Regions from separate parts of the Sus scrofa genome. Here region 2 is linked to region 1. Evidence: chromatin contacts called from public Hi-C data. All regions are on one chromosome and are shown on one strand. The core of a region is the stretch at or near the end of the contact, and the rest is flanking DNA. Distances in the headings are between cores, read along the strand shown.

Region 1 (2,653 bases), core at 101-2,600:
GGGCAGAGGGGAGCTGGGCTTTAACCCGAGGCCACCACATTCAACCTTGTCCCGCGCCTTGCCCCACCGGGCTGTGGCTGTTTCCCACTGGACCCGCACCAAACACTGAACCCAGATTCCAGCTCAGATCTGAGATGTTCTCAGCTTCTGCCCCCAAGGACAAGACAGTGGGAGGTGGAACTTCCCAGACTCGCCTCCTGGCCCTCCTCCCAAATGCAGGGTCAGAAATTAAAACCCACGGCAGTGAGAAAAGGCCCCGGGTTGTCTGACATGCCCCAGAACCTGGGTGCCCTGGCATCAGCTTTGGGATGCCAATCCCAAGCACTGCCTGGGTGTGACCTTGGAGGCTGCTGGGATGGGGGATTCTCTCCCACTCTGCAGAGAACCCGTAACCCCGAGGGGCACGGGCAGTCTGGGGAGCTGGAGCCAGGACTCCTCCCAGATCAGTCGTATTTCTCTGGGTACCGTGGGAGGAATACATGAGGCGTGTGGCTCAGAAACGGAGGAGGAAGCCAAGGCCGCTGCTGCCAATGGCAACGCTGTCTAATTGTCTAGTGTTTCGACAGCACAGGGATTCTCTAATCAGCTTTGCAGCGGCATTTTTATGGCTCTGCCTCCTTGGTCTGATCATAAACTCCTTAAAGATGGGCCTCTGTGTAGTGTGTGCTTAGTTCAACCTGGCACTGAGTCAGTGCCTGTGACACGCCAGCTACTGGTCGCACGCAACTGTTCCCCAATGCCCAGCCCAGGGCAGCACATGGCAGTCAAGCCTCGGTGCGTCTCTGGAACAGTGCTTGTTTCCCAGATGCAGTGACATGTTAGCCCCTGTGCCAAAAAGCCAGCTTGTAGAGGAGCCTGGGAGATGCCCCAAGATCCCCTGACTCCAGCCTGAATCAAACCATTCCCCAGCCCTTCCTTCCTCCTCCACCACCAACCAGAGTGCACCCTCACCCCAAACAACCTGAACCCCCAGCTTGTCTCCTAGATGTCCTGGGAACCCTTGGCTTCAGCCTGAGCCATTTGGAAAGCCCCCCACCTAATCATTCTGTAACCCCATGGGGGTTCCAGTTTCTTCTTTGACTTTTGAGCTGCAAGGATCTCTAGGGATCACGTGGTCCAGGAACAACCTGGAAGCAGGATGTGACCAACTCTTTTCTTTCTTTAACAGAAGAGAAGAGAACACAAATGACTCTAACAGAAACCCTCGGAGGCCGTCACAGCTAATGAGGGTGAGCACATTTCATGAAAATCTTGAGTAATTCACACAAATGAGTGTGTGGGAGCCGCAAAGTCAAGTGCATTTCTTCTGGTGAGTCATGACCAGAAAGTCTGAGAAACCCAATCCCGTTCTTGAATGTTGCCAGTAAGGAAACGGATGCTCAGAGAAGTGAAGCAAGCTGCCTGGGGTTACACAGCTGGTTAGCAGCAGGGCCCAGGCAGGAGCTTGGGTGGCTCCCATCTCCTGCTTCAGGGCTCTGCTCAGCCTAGGTCTCTGGTTCTGCACTCGGAGGACACCCTGAAAAGGCACTGCCAGAGGGACCCCAAGCCCACCTGAGCTCCCAGCTGGAAGCTGGCTTTGCCAGCTGACCGGGGCAGGTGTGGCTGCAGGGCCAGAACACTTGGCTGAGCTAGTTTTGCCCATACAGCCGAGAGTGACTTTGACTTTCATCTCAAGGACTTTTAAATCATCATTAAGTGGGGAGAAAAATACCAGTGGAGGCCACTAGGAGATGGACTAAGGGCTAAGAGGCTCTGGGGCAGGCCTCTCCCTGTGAGGGTGCAGGCCAGCAGCGGAGCTCCCTGCAGATAAGATTCAGGCCCTGAGCTGCATCACTGCAGCCATTCGGGCCCTCGCCTCCTTAGGGAACAAGGAAGCCATCCCCTCTGGAGGGGTCACCTGACTTTCGCTGTGGCTCCTCGGGGTGATCGATGCTGGGCTCAGAGAGGAGGGGTGGCAAGGGGCAGAAAATAATCCAGCCCCTCATTTTACAGGTGGGAAAACCAAGGCTCAGAGAAGCCTAGGGGCTAGGACCAGGTCACCAAGCTAGCTGGAATGCAGATTCGGTGGGGCTGGGGCGAGGCCTGAGACCCTGCATTCCTGGGATGCTGCCAGGTGATGCCGATGCTGATGCTGCTGGTCCACGCACTAGACTTTGACAGCAAAGCTCCACATCGTGTCGTCTGGGAGAGTGAAGGAGCCTTATGCTTCACCTCAAACTCTCCACTTGGCCAGACACACCCTCCAAGACTCACACACGTACTTATTTAAAATAATAACAAATGGCACTATTTTACCGTTCATCGAATGCTTACTACATGCCAGCATGCTTCCAAATCCTCACAAGTCAATGAGATGGATACTATTATCATCCCTGTCTTACAGGTAAGGAAGTTGCCACTCGGAGAGGTTAAGTAACTTGGCCTAAGTCACACAGGAAGTAGCAGAGCCAAGATTCAAACCTGGCTCTGTCTGACCTACCACTCCTCTCATCAACCCTTCCTCTCTGCGAGCCTTGGCAGCCCTGCCCCAGAATCTTCCTGCTACACCTCTGAATGGGGCCTTCCTGCCCCAAGACAGGTTGAGGGGTTTCTAATGGGTCTTGGGTGCCAGGCTATTTCACTGTGAATCCTGGCTCTGCCCCTTACTTGCTGT
Region 2 (2,653 bases), core at 54-2,553, 270 kb before region 1:
TGTTTTTTATTTCAATCCTGTAAGTTTGTAAAAATCATCCTTGGCTTGCAGGTCATCCAGAAACAGTTTGCAGAGCCCTGGAGATCAGCCAGTCCTGCAACTATTAAATCTAATGATAGAAGCAGCGACTCACAGTTAGCAGTCATCACAGAGTAAATTAAAACCAAGGGGGAGGGCAGAACGATTCGCAGTATTTGAAGGTCTGAGGTCATTGGGGCTTCTCCCGCTCACTTCTGCTTGTTTTTATCACTGTTTTTTCTAACTCACTTTTCCTTTCTACATTAAAAAGAGGGGGCTGGGGGCTTACTCCCACCCTCCTCCAGTTCGCAGTACCAGCACCTGCTTCCCAGGACTGGCTTGGAACTTTCGGTTTTCAGCAGCGTAAAAGCCCTCAGCCTTCTGTTCAGAGCTACCAGAAAGTGCTAATTGCCTTCCGAGTGTTTCCATCTCTCCCAGGGCTTCTAGTCCTAACTTCCTGTCCCACCCTCTCTTCCTACAGAGAGAGGAGTTTTTTCCTTCTGGAATAAAACTCCTGGGAGTTCCTGTCTTGGCTCAGTGGTTAACAAATCCAACGAGGAACCATGAGGTTCCGGGTTCGATCCCTGGCCTCGCTCAGTGGGTTAAGGATCTTGTGTTGCGGTGAGCTGTGGGGTAGGTCGCAGACACGGCTCTGATAGCTGTAGCTCCGATTAGACCCCTAGCCTGGGAACCTCCATGGGCTGAGGGTGTGGCCCTAGAAAAGACAAAACAAAAACAAAACCAAAAAACCCTCCTGGCTTCCCTAAACCTCTGTGTGTGCCAAACACACCCTAAAGTGTGGAGACGTGTGGCCCCTGCACACGGCCCCTCCCCCTCCTCACTTCACCCCAACTCTGAGACAGCACTGGGTCCCTGGTCACCAGGCCACTCCCTTCCCTGTCCCGACCTATCTGCTGGGCTTTGGCATAAAAGCCAAAGCAGCGAGGAGCCAGTGCATTTCTCAGCGCAGGCCTCCAAGTTCTTAGAGGCGTTTTGCTTTTCAATCTGTTCCAGGCCTCAGCCCAAAGGGGCAACACCCATTTCTGCTCCTGTCTGTTATTCTTTTCTTCTGAGCCTTTAAAACCCACTAGAACCTCTGTGCGAATGACCTCAGCTGACTTTTTAAAAATGTAAATGATTTAAAGCAGAGGGTGGAGACCTGGAAAGGAAACGGCAGCCTCTGGCATTTTCCAAAGATACACATCACGAAAGGGGATCCAGGGCCCTTGACCGGCCCACTCAGAAAGGCTTAGTTCTGCCCTAACTGGGCAACCATCCAGAAATGTGACCCACACGAGGACAAGGGTTCTGGCACTCACTGCCTTCCTGGGCCAGAAACACTCGCAGCCTCACAGGGGCCCCGTGCCTGGTTTAATGCTTGGCCGTTTCATCTCGAAATTCTTTTTTTTTTTCTTTCTTTTCTTTTTTTTTTTTTGCCTTTTCTGGGGCTGTATCTGAGGCATGTAGAGGTTCTCAGGCTAGGGGTCGAATCGGAGCTGTAGCCATCAGCCTACACCACAGCTCACGGCAACGCCGGATCCTTAACCCACTGAGTGAGGCCAGGGATCGAACCTGCAACTACATGGTCCCTCGTCGGATTCGTTAACCAATGCGCCACGACGGGAACTCCTCGAAATTCTTAATAATTTATCTTTGAATTTGTGTTTTGCAAATGAAGTCCCAGGGATGGCGGGTGTGAATGTGAGCTGAGGAGATAGACATGGTGTGTGTCACTGCCGTCCCTTGCTGCCTCCTGTGTCCTGGCGTTGCCAGTACCCCCGGAGAATTCCAGGGCACCCATGATGCGTGGGGCTCGGAGAGCCTCAGAGCAAGTCCAGGTTAGGGGTTCTGTCTGTGACGGAGGGGGTGGTGCTGGTGGCCTGGGAGGCCAGGCTCTCTGCTGGAACCAGAGCTTGGCTCAAAGCAGCCAGAAAGCAGTGCATTCGAAGAAAGCCTCCACCCAAGGGACCCTGCCATGGCTTTGGCCTTTCCTGTTTCTGTTGCTTCCTGCATTAGTCAACACTTACACTGAAAACTGATGACACGGGAGGAAAAGAAAGACAGTGGTACATAGGTTCTTTCTCTTTCCGCTCTTCCTTTATTACCCTTAGGCCAAAGGGGGAGTGTGCTGAAAGTGTGTGTGTGTGTGTGTGTGTGTGTGTATCAAGAAGTGAAATAATAACAGTTGAGTTAGTTTCCTGCACCAGTTTCACTGTCACGGTGAGAACAAAATACATGGGCACAGAAGAGCTTTGAAAAAGGAATTGTGTCACTTTGATGATTCAATGTATGAGTTAAATGCTTGTAAATTTACATGTAAAACTGGCACTGCGCAATATAGAGGCGAATGGTAAAACTCATGCAAATAATTAAAAACATCAATTTGTCTTTACTAACAATGTTATTAAAAGCGAGTAAGAGAGTTCCCGTTGGGGCTCGGTGGAAACGAAAATCGGACTAGGATCCATGACGACTCAGGTTCGATCCCTGGCTTTGCTCACTGGGTTAAGGATCTGGCGTTGCCGTGAGCTGTGGTGTAGGTTGCAGGTATAGCTCAGATCCTGTGTTACTGTGGCTGTGGTGTAGGCTGGCAGCTGCAGCTCCAATTCAACCCTTAGCCTGGGAACCTCCATAT

Evidence for each region. A called contact is a pair of places that touch in the nucleus more often than the background predicts.
Region 2: a Hi-C map of embryonic fibroblasts shows a contact between it and region 1, with 2.0 times the contacts expected there. The contact joins two enhancer-like sites. A contact is called at or near these places in 2 of 47 Hi-C or Micro-C datasets (embryonic fibroblasts and fibroblasts) and 1 of 2 datasets of contacts at active chromatin or transcription factors (skeletal muscle).

Annotation. Positions count from the first base shown.
Region 1 is chr5:66,590,373-66,593,025 of Sscrofa11.1, reverse strand. The region is part of intron 5 of CRACR2A (EF-hand calcium-binding domain-containing protein 4B); the gene reads right to left. Among named protein-coding and RNA genes, the nearest start is that of CRACR2A, 17 kb to the right of the region's middle. Within about 2 kb of position 1,350, at least 10 of the 83 cell types and tissues checked have an H3K27ac peak or open chromatin away from gene starts, as enhancers often do. A contact at or near this core is called in embryonic fibroblasts, where this site is marked.
Region 2 is chr5:66,858,796-66,861,448 of Sscrofa11.1, reverse strand. All of the region lies in intron 1 of TSPAN11 (tetraspanin-11), which reads right to left. Among named protein-coding and RNA genes, the nearest start is that of TSPAN11, 7.3 kb to the right of the region's middle. Within about 2 kb of position 1,303, at least 32 of the 83 cell types and tissues checked have an H3K27ac peak or open chromatin away from gene starts, as enhancers often do. A contact at or near this core is called in embryonic fibroblasts, where this site is marked.